3 separate regions of the Mus musculus genome follow, and all the other regions are linked to region 1. Evidence: chromatin contacts called from public HiChIP or PLAC-seq and Micro-C data. All regions are on one chromosome and are shown on one strand. The core of a region is the stretch at or near the end of the contact, and the rest is flanking DNA. Distances in the headings are between cores, read along the strand shown.

Region 1 (5,035 bases), core at 1,581-4,080:
GTTATTTTGGATGCCATCAGGCCTGGGATCGAGAAACATATTCTTAAGAAACACTCAGCTTCTGCTATCCTCCATTCCAGCCACACTTCACCATAGGCCACCCTCAGAGACCAACTCTCTTTGCCTCTAAAGCCAGGGGAAGAATGTGAGTTGCGATGACTTCTTCCCAGCCTGTGTGCATCAGGACTCCTCTGGATCTCAGCGAGGTGGTACAAGTATGGCTAACGCCTTGCTTGGGAGACTTGGAAACAAGAGCACTCGGACATTTCCCAAAACAGGTAAAAGAGAAAGAACCTTTGGCAGAGAAAGCTCCAGGCCTTGGGAGTCTTACTCCCAGGGAATGTACAAACTCCAGCATCTACAGCTCCTAGGGAGAACTGAAGCTCTGGCAGGGGCCAGACAGAGTTCCTTTCTGCCGCCAGTGGATACAACCCACCTGCCAACTGGAATCCCTTTCCAAAGCTCCCGCCTACCTCCCACATGAGGTTGTTGTTTTTGCAGATATCCACATGCTCTGGGGCAATGACGCGGCCAGTGAAGGGGCCCATCTCCGTGCCTGCCTTGATCCACGTCTTGGAGAAGATGCCAAGGCCCTCGCCTGGGATGGAACTCTGAGCGATAATCACTTCCACCGGCAGCACCAGGCTAGATAGCTTCTGCACCTCTGCGAGGATTAGAGGAAGGCGGTCATATCTGCGCAGAGATGGCCCTGCCCTTCCCATCCCGGATGCGCTCTTGCCCTGCTTCTTGCCCTGCTTCGCGCCTGCGAGCACAAGCAGCCCCAACTCTCTCCAGTGGCAAATCTCTCCAATGGCGCTTTGTAGGCCTACTTGCAGAGGTTCAACCTCATTTTACAACCCAGGACCCTCGGTGCCCTCTAAACGCAAGCGGTGCATGATGGTTCTTTTATTTTTCTTGTGGGCGGAGAGTTACTGGGGATCGAACCTAAACCCTTGCGCATGAAACGCTCCGCCACCGCCGAGCTACATCACCAGCTTTTAGAGCTCATTTAAAAGTCTTTCCACAAATTCTCCAAACATCCACAACCTTCACCGGTCTTCCATCGCGGAAAAACTTAGGAACTACTGAAACCACTTTGTGTTTACAGACAGGGAAACTGAGGCCGGGTCTGGTGAAGAGGTATCGTCCAACCCGGGACACTAAGTCTTGTTCCTAGCTCTTCAGCCGGTGACTCTGAGTTCACTGCGTGTCTCCTGGACTCGATCAGCACTGGGGACAGATCCCTAGTTTGAAAGGTGGCACCCGCGCAAAAGAAACACTTGCTTCTACTCACTAAACTCTGAGGCAACACACACACACACACACACACACACACACACACACACACACACACACCCCTCCCCCGTGATCTTCCCTGGCACGCCAGTATACCTCTCTCCTCCCAAGTTCTAGAGTGCCAGAAAGGGCGGCACCCGGATCAGGCGAGCTCTGAAGTCGTTTTAATGGGCGAGGAAGAACCAGCGGTCCCTAACCCCGAGAGGATCCCCGGTGGGGCCTCTGCGGCAGGGGTGGGAGCGTTGAGGCACACAGGGGCGGCCTCCATGTCTTACAAGGTTCCCCTCTAAGCTACCTGGGAAAATACCCGGCGAGCCGGCCGGCTGAAAGGGGGGGTTAAACGGTGTCCATTGCGGAGCGGCCGGCAATTTGTCACGCTGTTAAAGTGATCGCATTCATTCGGTTCCATTCGAAAGAAATTGCTAATTCTAAATTCATTAGCCCTGGAAGAAAGCTGTAGCAGTAAATTGTATCTCAATGCGGAGGGGACTTGTTTAAAAGGGGCCGAGGAATTCCCCTTACAAAAAGGCAGGATTAGATGGTTGACATAGCGTGAATGGAAGTGGAATTAGTCTTCACGGTAAATTAAGAGAGGAACAGCGATCTTAAAGGGGAAGAGAGGGCGTCGCTCAGAGACGCCAGCGCTGGGGAAAGATATTGTTTGCGGGGTGACGAATGAGGAATAAGAACTTGAGACATCTTAAAGAAAAGAAACTTTCTTCGCTCTCTTTCTCTCCCTCGCTCTCTGCGGCTTTTTCTCTCCGGCCTGCCCGCCCTCCGCCCCTTCCCGGCCCCGGCTGTCTTTTAAAGTTTGTGGTTTAAGTGGGAACTTTCGCGGGTCAAGCCCAAGTTAACCAAATGAATTTAAAACCCCTTCTTTTTGAGTCAACTGCTATTACACGCCCAGTAAGGCTTTTAATGCCAGGAAACCGCCAGCTCCAGGCTGGAGGATGGGGTGGGGAGAGACGACACAGGAGAGCCCGGGCTGACCGAGGTAAGTCGCTCCGGTCGTTGGGATCTGGTCCCTGAGCCTCCTGCATTCCTACATGCCTCTTCTCTGCTTCCATGAGGCCGTTGCAACCCAGGTTGGACCCACGAAAAAACTGAGGTGCGCTGATTAGGGAGAGCGCATCCTGGCTGGGAGCGGCAGCCCCAGCCCCTGTGTTCCCCATCTGGACCCGTGCCGCTAACCTGAGAATTGGGGGTAGCCAGGAAGAGCGAAGGAGTGGAGCCCCGACGGCACACTCACCTCCTGAGAAGGACTGCGCCAGGACCTCGGCCGTGAAGGCCGTTTTTGGGCTGGCGTGGTGGCTCTTGTCTTCCAGCAGCTGTTCGCCTAGCACGTTGCGCCATCGGCCATATAAGAAACTGTGCAGGATGTCGGAGGTGATGACCTCTGCCAGCGCCAACCCCGGAGCCTTCAGCCCTGTTTTGAGCACCAGGGCCTCAGCTGGGAGCACAGAGCCCATCATGGGCGGCGGAGGGCTCGCCGCGGGCGCCGAAGGACGGCTAGGTGGACTCCGGAGAGGTGGGCAACGAAGAGGGGTCAAAGGAATGAAAGGAGAGGAGGGTGACACAACACGAGGGAGGAGGAGGAAGAGGAGCAGGAGGAGGGTGCACTGGGGAGTGCGTGGCAAGAGATGGCTGGGAAGACAGGGAGCCAAACCGGAGATTCACAAAATCTGCAGAGATGGCAGAGGCAGCACGGAGGGCTGGAAGTCCGCGGGTGGAGACAAGGGTGGATACCAGGAGGGGTGCGGGAAGGGTGGGCGGCGGGTGGCTGTAGAGAGACAACGACCAAGGACTCTCGGTTTCCCACTAGCCTTCTATACACCCAGCCAGGACCGTCCTCCCCTTAGCAAAATCTCAGCTCTTTTATAGGAGCTGCAGTGACCCTCCTAATTGGTTATTAATGACCCCCTGACGTCGAAGGACAGACTTGTACCCGGCCAGGCTCGAAGGAGCCTTCACCGACAGCGCGAGGGGCGGGGGCAGCGTGCGGACCGCTCAGAATAGTCTCCCTCTGCTCCTCCCTCCCCCCAGCCTTCCTCCTCCTCCCCCTCCTCCTCTTCTCCCCGTGGGAAGCTCCAGGCAGGGAGGGAGGCTCAACTCGCGGCCCGGAGCGAGGAAGGGGGGTGGGGGGGGACGGGTGTTGAAGTAGGGGATGCTGCGCAGCGAGGCTTGCCTTTACTCCCGGGACTAGACTGAGAAAGAGGGGGCGTATGGCTGCAAACCCCGCGGGTCCCCATGCTCACCCGGGCTAAGCAAGATCCTTGATCACTGTGGATCCCAAGCTAGGCCTTCACCTTCCTAGCTCTGCGGGCCACTCCCAGAGCTGCCGGTGCTTTGCCTATCTCCTTAACCAAGCCCAGTACTCTGTCCGATCCCCACCTCTCCTTCGTCCCACACCCTCTGCTCTTTAGAGGCTTCACTCCTTAAGCTGCGGTGGCAACCCGGACAGCTTGGGAGATGCAGATCTCTTGCGCTGGCAGCGCTACCCAAGCGGGCGCTTCGTCCTAAACGGGCTCCCCAAGAGCTCTGCTCGCTGCGCACAGCCAGTGTAAAACTTCCGTCACCAGCACAGAGGGCTGCTGAGGAGTCGCCGTCGGGGCTGGATCTCACCTACCATAGAAAGGTTACCAGCCCTAGGAGTACTAAGTTGGGGTGGGGAGTATTGAAAGGTCATCAGATACTCACATCTGTGGAATACCCTAGAGCAATGCAAGATGGGAATTGCAGACACCCAAAATGCCTCTGAAATTGCGGACGGCCCAGGGCAAAGCCATCTGCTGGGCCCTGCTTTGGAATCAGTCTACTGGGATTTCAACCTAGGAAGCCACCAGACGTTCCTCTTTCTTTTTGGTCTCTTAATGATGATTCTTTCTTTCCTGGCTCCTTTCTCTTCCTTCCTTCCCCCTTCCCGCTCTCCCCCTCCTCCAGTGGATTCTGTATAGTCTTTCCAAGGTACCTGGGAGCCAGCTCCACACCTCTTCAGAAACAGTTGCTAAGTCGGGAAGATCACGGCTTCCTGTGTGCACCGAAGTCTCCTGGATAGCCTTAAGACTGCCCCCACACCTTCAGCTCCAGAAACGTTGGAGCGGCTTTGGGCACACCTCACTCAACAGCCTAAGTCCTCAGAGCCCCCTCCCCTACTCCCGCTGCAATTTCAGGTGACGCAAAGGAAAGTTCCGCAGCCCTGGAGGCTGGTTTGTGTGAGTTCCCGTGTTAGGGCTCCACTGTACAGTGAAGACTCTTCAGGCCTTCGAAGCCCTGTGACTTGGGCGTGGATAGCGCTGGCAGCTCGGGACTGAGATTTGACCCACGAATCAGATTCTAATGCCGCTAGGAAAAGAACCCTTTCCATCACCAGCTCCTCAGAGCTAAGCTTGCCTCGCTCTTGGCAACCATGGGATCCCAGGTCTATATAAGCCCTAGTCGGAGCCAGTGGTCTGGCATCCTCAGCCCGGCAGGCGGGAGACTAAAGCGCCAAGCCGGCGATAGGAAGTCTTCCGAAGCAGAACCTCTGGAGCCCAGTGGAGAGTGGGTGTACCGGGCCGGGAGAGGGACCAACGGGCAGGGCGCCAGCAGAGGGCAGCGCTGCAGAGGAGCAAGGGCTGCCGGCGGGTAAGAGTTCCTTACAGATGCCGCCGGTGAGTTAAATCCTTTCGCGGAGAGGTCCAGTTTGGAGAGGAGTATGGAATCCAATGGCTCGGTGGCAAGAGAGCCTGACCGGCGCCTG
Region 2 (5,035 bases), core at 682-3,181, 330 kb after region 1:
GCAGGTGGCTTCAGGAAACCCTGTTGGTGCCCTGGGTCTCAGATAGTCCAATTAATGGGTGAACTCACCGTATCTAAGCTCCCACAATATGATAATACCTTTGCAACCCCAAGACCAAACCAAAACGTCGGGAGAGAGAGTTGGGGAGATAGAGGCTGACATACATCCCAGCAAAACCCCGCCTCCTCACACATCCAATCTGATTATCTTTTTGGGTCTCCCAGGAGTATTTTCCTAGAGGCCTGGTCCTGAGGAGCCCCGTAGAGGAGAGGAACAAAGCCTCAGGCAACATGGAGAGAAGATTGGAGGATGGGGAGTCAAGACCCTGGAAGATTCTGTGATTGACAAATGTGCACACCCCTGAGAGGCTTGACAGCCTACCATCGGCTCAGTGTGTCTCCTCAAACCGGCAGTGCTGTGTGGAATCTGCCTTTGCAGTGGGGGACTTTACAGCCAGCCTGGATAGACATGTGGGCAGATGGAAGCAAACAGCAAACTGTAGCTCTCAGGAGTAAGGCAGGCATAGAGAGGAGCTCAGATCCTTGCTTCTCTCCTACTTCAGTGTAATGCAGAAATGTTTTCATTTTTAAAAAAAGTTGAGAAAAGTAGTTAGGGTTGAGGCTGTGGGGGACATCTCTCCCCGGGGTGCAGGGGACTTTTGGTGGTGAGGCTTCGGGGAGCATATTCAACCCTGAGCTAACAGGGTGACTGCGGGGGGGGGGGGGGGAGCGGGGAATCAGCAGGTGTCAGGGAGCCATGCTTTGCTGGGAAATTTCACTCTGCTGAAGTAGGCAGGCAAAAGGGAACCGGCAACAGGCTGTTACTATCAGCCAGGGGTTCCACAAAGGGCTGCAGTTCCCCCTGAAAGCCATGTCCTGGCTTCTCACATGCAAGCTGGGAGAGGACTCTAAAACAAACAAACAAACAAACAAACAAACAAACAGCACCTAAAATCTTACAGGCAGTCGGCACAGAGCTTGCCTAGTGTGCATGGGCCCCAGGTTCAATCCCCAGCACCGGATAAAGGGGCTATGTTAGTGCAGGTCTGCGATCCCAGCGCTCTAGAAGCTGAGGCCGGAGGATCAGAAGTTCAGAGTCATTCTCCACTACACAGAACACTGGGAGACCAGCCTGAGCTACAGGAGATCTGCCTCACAAAGGGGAAGGAAAGGAGGAGAAAGGGGAGAGAGAGGGAAGGAGGAAGAAAGGGCAGGCAGGCAAAATAAAATCGAGAACCAAAAACCTCACAGGTTCCTGGCACCTACTGCCAACATCCCCACACATGTTCCCACTTCACAAATGGAGAGGGTGAGACTCAGAAGCTTTTGGTCGCCTGCTAGAAATTTGTAACCTCAGTGCCAACCTGGGGATGCAGGAGAGGGCGTGGCCAGGCAAGGGAAATGTGCCAGAAGATGCTAAGGTTCTGCTTATTGCTGTGCGCCAGGCAAGGCTGGACGAGCAGCAGGGGTGAGGGGTGGAGAGGACAGGACACCAAAGCATGACACCTCGAGGACTTGGGGGGAAGGAGGGAACCTCGAGAGCCGCGCGGTGGGGAGACCTTGAGAACGGCCGGCGAGGGGCTCTACCTGGGTCGTGGAAAGGCACCAGCGCATAGTTGGCGATGACCCGGCTGCGGCTGCTCAGGCTGCGCTCCAGAATGCGCGAGGCGCCGTCGATCACCTGCATCAGGTCATCCCACATGGAGCCGGTGACATCGAAGACGAAGGCTAGGGTGGCGTCTCCTGTGGCGGGGGACAGCGTCTTCGTGGGCGCGTCAGACGTGACCACCGCCGCCACTGCTGTAGAGATCGCCACGAGCAGCGGCAGGAGCTGCGCCCCAGGCGTCATGGTGAGCCGGAGGCTGCAGCCCTGATGGGACCCGCAGGTCGCAGTGAGAGATGGCAGTGCAGTCTCGCTCTAGCGGGTTCACCGGACAGGGGCGCGGCGGGGTTCCCCTGGTGGGAGCCCGAGGCGGTCCCTAATGCCCACCCCGCCTCTCGCACCCCTCCCCCGCGCCCCGCGGCGTGACTCAAACTTTCCCAGCCCCTCGGCTCTCTGGTCCAGCCCCGAGGTTAGAGGAGGACGCAAGGCAGAAGGCAGGAGGGAGGTGGGGCCACGGCCAAGGGCGAGGGATGAGGGTGCGGGAATCCGCGGACACCTGCAAGCCCTTCTGCGGGGGCGGAGAGGCCACAGGAGCAATCCAAGCCTGGCTCAGACAGGCTTTGCACTCACTGCTACCTCTATCAGTGGTTCTGAGCCTCCCCAATATTGTAATTATTCTTGTCAAAATCAACAAACCTAAGCCTGGCGTTCACTATGGCCTCGGCATCCCACAGATAAAGTCTGGAAACTTACGGTAATCCTTGGGGAAGATACTAAGACCAAACGTATTTGATGCAAGACTCGGCGATGAGCCCATTACTGAATGGTGTAGGCAGCATCTGAAGCCAAATATAGAAGGACCCCAAGTCCCTCAGGCTCTTCCGTCTCCCCTGAGTATTGTAAGACATCATTACAGGTCATATGGGGACTCCACAGGATTGGGCACACACTCCTCTGGTCACCTGTCCAAGCGGACTCATGGATTGCATATGAAGTGGCTGCGGCACCTGTTAGGGGCTGCCTGGGCTGGGTTCAACCATCCTTTGATGGTTCCTCTGCCAGCTGGGTGGGAGGTGCTGCCTCTGCCAGTGGGCCAAATGAGGATGTCCTCTGCACAATCAGGTTGGGGGTGCTCTCTCTCTGCCATTGGGCTGTTGGGGTACTCATCATTGGCTGGGCAGAATGCTCCATTCACCATTGGGCTGGCCAGAGGTGTTTCCCTCCATTCTGTTGCAGCCCTTCACTCTCCCAGGCGGTACACTCCCAGTGGTTTCTGTCCTTACAGACCAAGAGCCCCTTGGAGTGAAGAGTGTGCCTTAGCGTCCACCCCACCACAGGGTGGTGACTCATTAGATGTTGCTTGACTGGAGGGGGCAGCTTTGGCAAGCATGTTTGATTTCTTAGGGTCTTTTCTGTGTACAACACCCTGGGTGAAGTCAGAGAAACCCTGGACATAGCTGAGAGCTCTGGGCTATAGAGGCGACACTCTCTTGACCCTTCCTCTGTAAACACCTCAGCCAGGAGCAAAGCCACTCCACACTGTCTCTTCTCCTTTGGACCAGCCTCAGTTCCTCCATCTTTGAGGCTGCTGGGACCACTCTGTTCTGCATCCACAACCCTGTGTGTCCTCATCCTAGTTCTGACTAAACTGTATCACTGGGACTGTGCCTGGGTGTGTGACCTTCCACTGCAATTGAGCTCTGAGACAATGGAGACCCAGAGCCTGGAACACACGGGAGCCCAACAAAGACTCTGTTAACTGTAAGGGGAAGTGGGTACAGAGATGGGTTACTGAGTCCTGGCCATAGGCAGGGGCCAGGCTGGACATGTCCCAGAGACTCAAATCTACATGAGGCCAGAGACCAAGGGCAATATCTTCAAGAGCTGTCTGTCTCTTGGGATATGGCAGAAGCCATGACCCCAAGGCTTGAAAGTGGAATTTGCAGCCAAGTTCAATGGGAGGTTTAGTCTCCTACACTTGTAAAAACTCACTTTTTAAACCTCCCTGGGTGAAGGCTGTAATTGCCCGCAGAGCCTGGGCAGGGCTGGGCCAGCTGTTGGAGTGAGAAGAGAGGCCCAGCTGTAGAAAGACAGTAGCAATCAGCAGCAAAAATGGTGACATTGCGAACCCAGGACAGAAGTTTTTGTCATTCTGTCTACAAACATTTGCTGAGCTGTATGTCAGGTGCTCCAGGAGGTGCTGATGGGACAGGGGGATGGGAAGATAAAGGAGTGTGGTCCCTACCCGGAGGAGAGACATGTAAACAAATAATTCTAAGTTAGTGAGATAAGTGTTAACAGAAGAATGACCCAGCGCTCTGGGAGCTCAGAGGAAGAATCACTGAGCCTAAGAGGTCAGAGAAGGTCATGGAGCAAGTCTGAGAAGCCGGTGAGAAAGAGAGGAAGGTCACAGAAGAGCTGGGACAGCATTGGAACAGCATTCACAAAGGCAAGGGGAGCAAGAGGCTGCCAGTGGGTCACCCAACCGGACTGAAGGAGATGGTGGCAGAGGAGGGGACAAAGGTGAAAACCTGGAAGACTTCACCAACCCATCTGGAGTTTACCTAAAGGTCCTGGGAGCTATTGGAGAATGTTAATCAGGGAGGCAACCTGGTCTGGCTTACTAACATTCAGGCAGCTCATGGAGCTAAGTTCAGAAGACAGACCTTGTAGATTCTGGGGAGCCATAAATCTCTCCCAGAAGGTAGGGGCAGAGATAGACCCAAAGATGGCAAGGAACTTCTCTTTATGCTGATACAAGGGATGGAGGGAACCACAGACTTGAGTCTTAGTGGCTTTGTGGTAGGGGATGTAGCGCAGGCTGGCTTTGAACCCACAGATTCTCCTTCCTCATCCTCATAGGTCCCTGTGTTACAGGTATGTGTCACCCTCCCCAGGTTTAGATTTGAGTTCTGAAACTGCCTGATGAACTTCAGCGAAGCGCTCTCTTTAAGACAGAGATGGGCTGGAGAGATGGCTCAGTGGTTAAGAGCCCAGCTCCCCTTGAGGAGGAGGGCCTGGGTTTGATGCCCAGCACCCACATGGTTCACAATCATCCATGACTCCAATTCCAGGGAATCCAATGCTTTCTTTTAATCTTTATGATCTCCAAGCATGCACATAGTGCACACGTACATGCAAGCAAAGCACTCATACATGAAATATAATGAATAAATCTAAAGAGAAAATTCTAAGAAGATAAAAGAAGAAATAATGAGGTGCCTGCAGATGTTTCTTGTCACCCCGCCATTCTGCAAGGACCACCAGGGTCCCTCAGAGACACAGGAGGAAAAGAAAAGTTCAGAGCTAATCTCTGCCTGGCCTCCCTCAGATGTCATGGAGGGGACCCTCGGGCAGGCATTTGCTGTCTACCTGCCATCATCCCATTTGGTCTCATCCCATTGCCCACCCAGGTTGGCAGTGAGGCTGCCTC
Region 3 (5,035 bases), core at 871-3,370, 310 kb after region 1:
GATAGATAGATAGAAAATAGATTGATAAGCAAATAAAAAGAGGTAGACTAGATAGATGATAGACAGACAGATGATAGGTAGATAGAAGATAGATGATAGACAGACAGACAGACAGATAGATAGTAGATATGAATGGATGGATGGATGCATGAATGCATGCATGCATGGATGAATGGAGAGATGGTGGTGGTTGGGTGAATAGGTGATGGATGACTGCTCTGCCTCGGGTTTGTCTTTTCCATTGTTCTGCAAGGCAAGATCAAAGATTAGTCACTGCTCAGCCTTCCTCTCTTGTCTTCCTTTCTCTTTGAATGTTTTAGATCATTGGCTTTTAAAAACCATATTCTCTTTTGGCCTACACATATCTACACATATATGTGTGTATGGTGTGTGTGCATGTATGAGCATGTTTGTGTGTGTGTGTGTGTGTGTGTGTGTGTGTGTGTGTGTGTATTCACATGTATGTATGTATCCAGGCCAGAAGTTAACATCAGGTGGCTTCCTCAATCGCTCTCTACTGTATACATGGAGATAGAATTTCCCTGTTGAGCTCAGAGCTCTCTTACTCAGCCAATCCAGCCAGCTAGCTTGAGGATCCCATCTCTGTCTCCTGTGCACTGGGACTGAGGTGGACCACCATGCTTTCCCCCGACATTTACCTGGCTGCTTCGGATCTGGACTCCAGAACTCACACTTGAACAAGCACTTCTACCTACTGAGCCATCTCCTCACCTCAGTTCATTTAAAGACTTATTTTTATATATGTATATGTATGCCTCTGTGTGTGTGTGTGTGTGTGTGTGTGTGTGTGTGTGTGTGTGTGTGTGTGTATGCCTGTGTGTGCATACATATGTTTGCCACCTGTTTAAGTGCCTGCAGAAGCCTAATAGGACATCAGATCCCCTAAAGCTGGAATTACAGTTATGAGCCACCCCATGGTTTATTCGAACATGGTTAGGATAATCTTGGCAGTCCTGGGTTGGAGGGTGAGCTCCCTGAACCCAATGTCTAAGGCTCAGCCTCTCACCACCCAGATCCTGGGAAAGTCCGTCCTGTGAGAGGGAGGTGCCTCTGGGAGACCATGTCACCCCAAAGCAGCTACCTTCTTGTCTGACCTCCTCTGGTCCCATACATACGCATACATCTTGGTAGACAGGTCACTGCCTTTCCTGGTCCTCAATCCCAGAGCAATATCAGCTCCTATGACACTAGGAAGGGTCTGAGTGCTCAGGGATCACCCATCAACTGTTTGAGGACTCAGAGATGCTTGTTGTCTTCAGTGATGACTGCCCATGCCCTCACTGGTAGGCTAGCGCCTCTCACACCCAGCTCCCAGCAGAGCAGGACAGCAGGCTTGTCTCTGTGGGAGTTTACCCATAGGAGAGATTACTGGCTCTCTTCTTCTTCCTAGTTTCTCTTGTCTGGAACGGCTGGCTCTGAACAACAAGAAAAATCCCAGTGGCTCTGCTTGTGTGACTGTGTGAGCCCTTCCCGACACAGTGTGTCTGTCTCCAGCTGTGGCCGCAAGTGCTGGTTTGTGTTAGTTTGTTTTTTTCTGCTGCTGTCATAGAATACTCGACACTAGCTAATTTATCAAGAGGAAAGGTTTATTTCTGCTCACAGTCCTGGAGGCTAATGGGTCCAAGACTGTACTGCAGCATCTACTGGGGACTCTAGGAACATCATAGGGCAGAAGGGAATCGAGCACTCTGGGGCAAGGGGCTTGGGGGGCATCTCAGGAGAACTAACTCAGTCAGAGGTGAGGGGGATGACAAATGAACACCATCAACTGGTTCCTGAGGGTGCCATCTCATGACCTAAACCCCTTCCCTTGGCTCCAAATTACCACATGGGAGATCTAAAGTTTCCATAACTTAGCTTTGGGGTGGGATACAGGCCACAGCAATGGTGTTGACAGGCATAGGTCTATTGTTGTCAGAGGTGGGATTTTTTTTTTTTTTAGACAAAGTCTCATGTAGCCCAGGCCACCCTAGAACTCTTTATATAGCTAAGGATGACCTTGAACTCTTGAACTTGCAGTTTCCACTTCCTGAGTTGCTAGAATACAGGTGAGCACCATCTCACTCAGTCTTTGCAGTGCTGGGTGGAACCCCAGGCTTTGTGCGTGCTGGGAAAGCCACTGAGTCACACCCCTAGCACAATAAAGTCTACTATGGAGTCCAGGGATGTGGGAAGCCGCCCTCACATTCGCCGTTGCAAGATGGCGCTGACATCCTGTGTTCTAAGTGGTAAACAAATAATCTGCGCATGTGCCAAGGGTAGTTCTTCACTCCATGTGCTCTGCCTTCCCCGTGACGACAACTCGGCCGACGGGCTGCAGCCAATCAGGGAGTGACACTTCCTAGGCGGAGGATAATTCTCCTTTAAAAGGGACGGGGTTTCGCCATTCTCTCTCTTGCACTCTTGCTCCTGAAGATGTAAGCAATAAAGTTTTGCCGCAGAAGATTCTGGTTTGCTGCGTCTTTCCTGGCCGGTCGCGAACGCGTGTAAGACAGGGAGACAAAGCGACCTGACCAAGGAATTACGAGCAGGGATCAGTAGAGATGGAGCTGGAATTTAGGTCATTCTGACCCCAGCTCCAAGCTGTCAACCAAGCTGGAGGCTGCAGATGCTCTGTGCTCATTCCCTGGGCCTCATTGCTCCTGGAGGGGAGGGAGGTTCGTGACTGAAGAAGGACATTTGCCAAACAGCTGGGCAGATGTAGCGTGCAGCCCCTAAAAGCTGGGCATGCTGGCCGTGGGAACGATTAAGCCTGTGACCTTGACTCCCCTCAGCCACCCTCCTGCGTGTGAGTCCCAGAAGCCTGGCCCAGGCTCACCCCTCTACAGGGGGAGCATCTTCTCTGCATGGAAGTGAAGTCTCTGGGGTATGTGTAGGGCATGCAGTGTTAAACAGTCCAGGTGCTTCGCTGGCCCCTTGTCTGGCCCTGTTGGTCCCAGTGGGAATAGTCAGGCCTGGAGCTGGGCCTCAGACTTCATCTGTAACAATCTCTCATCCTCTGGGTAAGGACTCTTCCCAGATCTTTCCTTCCCCATGATCAAGTAGCACTTGAGTCCCATAGCCTCCCTCCCTCTCTCTCTCTCTCTGTCTGGAGAGAGAGAAAAATAAAAGCCAGGTGATCCACACTAGAGCTTAGGAGGTGGAGGCAAGTAGATCTCTGTGAGTTCGAGGCCAACCTGGTCTACATAGCAAATTCCAGGGCAACCATTTCTACATAGTAAGATTCTGCCACAAAAATTAATTAATTAAAATAATAATAAAGACTTGAATAACACAATAAAAATTAAAATCTTCTCAAAATTGACTGTGATTTTGCTCAGAATTTTGTTTTCTTTCCAGTTCAGTTGTAATTGTCATTTGAAGGAATTTGATGCTCCCCAAGACCTGCTCCTGCTTCTCCTGACATGCTGCCCTCAGCAGGCTCTAGATTTCCCGACAAGTTCCTCCAGTTCTTTTAAGACCGGTTCTAACTGCGTTCATTCTCACGTGTTATCATTTTGTTCAGGATATTTTTATCCGTCACATTTCATTTTGAAAAACCTGTATTTCTGAAATGTTGGGCAACAGTTTGTTTTTATACATTTATTACCTTCTGGATTTTTTTTTTAACTGAAGACGTGTGTGTGTGTATGTGTGCATGTGTGTGCATGCACAGGTGCTCATGTGTTTGCAGGTGTGGGTACATGTGTGTGTATGTAGGTGTGTCTCTGTGTGTGTGTGTGTGTGTGTGTGTGCATGTGTGTGCATGCACAGGTGCTCATGTGTTTGCAGGTGTGGGTACATGTGTGTGTGTGTAGGTATGTCTGTGTGTGTGTGTGTGTGTGTGTGTGTGTGTGTGTATGTGGGTATGTCTGTGTGTGTAGGCCAAAGGTTGATGTTGGATATCTTCCTTGGTCTCCATCTACCTTATTTTTAGGGACAAACTCCCCCCTTGAACCTGGAGCTGCTGATTGGGCTAGACTGGCTGGCCAAAGGAGCCCCAGCAATCCTCCTGTCTCCACCTCTCCCGTGCTGGGGTTCTGAGACACATGTGTACTGGGTGTCTGGACTCAGATCCTCTCTGTGCAGCCAGCACGTTACTACTGAGCCTGCTCCCTAGGCCTTCGAATTTTCTCTTTGAACACAGCTTTGATGGTGTCTCCCAGGGTAACGCCCAGTATGCACAGGCTCTGGCCCTTGTCACTCCTCTGCCGGGTGCAGAGTCATGAAAGGTGGTGGCCACAGCATCCAGTCTCATTTCTAGTTCTGTGTCATTTACAGTTTGATTCTTTTGGTGGCTACTGGTTGTCCCTTGATCAATTGTTTTTCAATTGTCATTTGATGCTGGGGAGTCAGACCCAGAGCTTTGCATGCACCAAACACACATTCAAGCATGGAGCGTTAGCCTGAGCCTGGCTCTTGACTTGAAGTATGTTTGTTTGGGGGTTTCTCTTTTTTCTTTTCTTTTTTTTTTTTATGGCTTTTTCGAGACAGGGTTTCTCTGTGTATCCCTGGCTGTCCTGGAACTCACTCTGTAGACCAGGCTGACCTTGAACTCAGAAATCTGCTTGCCTCTGCCTCCCAAGTGCTGGGACTAAAGGCGTGCGCCACCTCTGCCCAGCTGTTTGGGGGTTTCTGTTTTGGTTTGAAATCATTATGCAGAGGATGGTTTTTTATTTCTAACACCTCAAACCAAAAGGCACAACAAACTGAACCAGAAGAAAAACTCAAATGAGAAGCAAAACAAAAAACAAGCAAACAGGAAAACAAAACAAAACAAAACAAAAAACCCTTCCCATGATAGGGCTGAGGGTGCCACCCAGCAGCTAGAGCCCTGGCCTAACCTGCACAAAGCCTTAGAGTTTGGTTCTCAGAACCATGTTAAACTGGAGTGGTGACCTGGCTCTGTATTCCCAGCACTTGGGAGCTGGAGGAGGCAGGGGTCTGAGATTCCTCCACTATAAAGGGAGTTTGAGGCCAACCTGGGCTACACAAGACCCTGTCTTAAAACAAAGATAACACACACACACACACA

What was found. A called contact is a pair of places that touch in the nucleus more often than the background predicts. HiChIP or PLAC-seq counts read pairs in DNA pulled down with a chosen protein or histone mark.
Region 2: a Micro-C map of embryonic stem cells shows a contact between it and region 1, with 1.7 times the contacts expected there. The contact joins the promoter of Hmcn2 here to the promoter of Prdm12 in region 1. A contact is called at or near these places in 7 of 39 promoter capture datasets (the 3T3-L1 cell line, the HPC-7 cell line, embryonic stem cells and 3 more), 5 of 484 Hi-C or Micro-C datasets (the G1E-ER4 cell line, embryonic stem cells, pancreatic cancer cells and 1 more) and 1 of 9 other capture datasets (adipose tissue).
Region 3: an H3K27ac HiChIP or PLAC-seq map of embryonic stem cells shows a contact between it and region 1, with 8 read pairs. The contact joins the enhancer-like site here to the promoter of Prdm12 in region 1. A contact is called at or near these places in 2 of 39 promoter capture datasets (the 3T3-L1 cell line and liver), 5 of 484 Hi-C or Micro-C datasets (cerebellum, embryonic fibroblasts, embryonic stem cells and 2 more) and 2 of 115 datasets of contacts at active chromatin or transcription factors (bone marrow-derived macrophages and embryonic stem cells).

Annotation. Positions count from the first base shown.
Region 1 is chr2:31,637,832-31,642,866 of GRCm38.p6, reverse strand. It overlaps Prdm12 (PR domain containing 12), which reads right to left and starts at 2,830. Exons shown (of 5, transcript NM_001123362.1): 1 at 2,546-2,830; 2 at 474-664. The coding sequence starts at 2,768.
Region 2 is chr2:31,311,228-31,316,262 of GRCm38.p6, reverse strand. It overlaps Hmcn2 (hemicentin 2), which reads right to left and starts at 1,931. Exons shown (of 98, transcript NM_001370902.1): 1 at 1,587-1,931. The coding sequence starts at 1,848.
Region 3 is chr2:31,327,541-31,332,575 of GRCm38.p6, reverse strand. The region is part of intron 1 of Hmcn2 (hemicentin 2); the gene reads right to left. Among named protein-coding and RNA genes, the nearest start is that of Hmcn2, 16 kb to the right of the region's middle. Within about 2 kb of position 2,120, at least 4 of the 459 cell types and tissues checked have an H3K27ac peak or open chromatin away from gene starts, as enhancers often do. A contact at or near this core is called in embryonic stem cells, where this site is marked.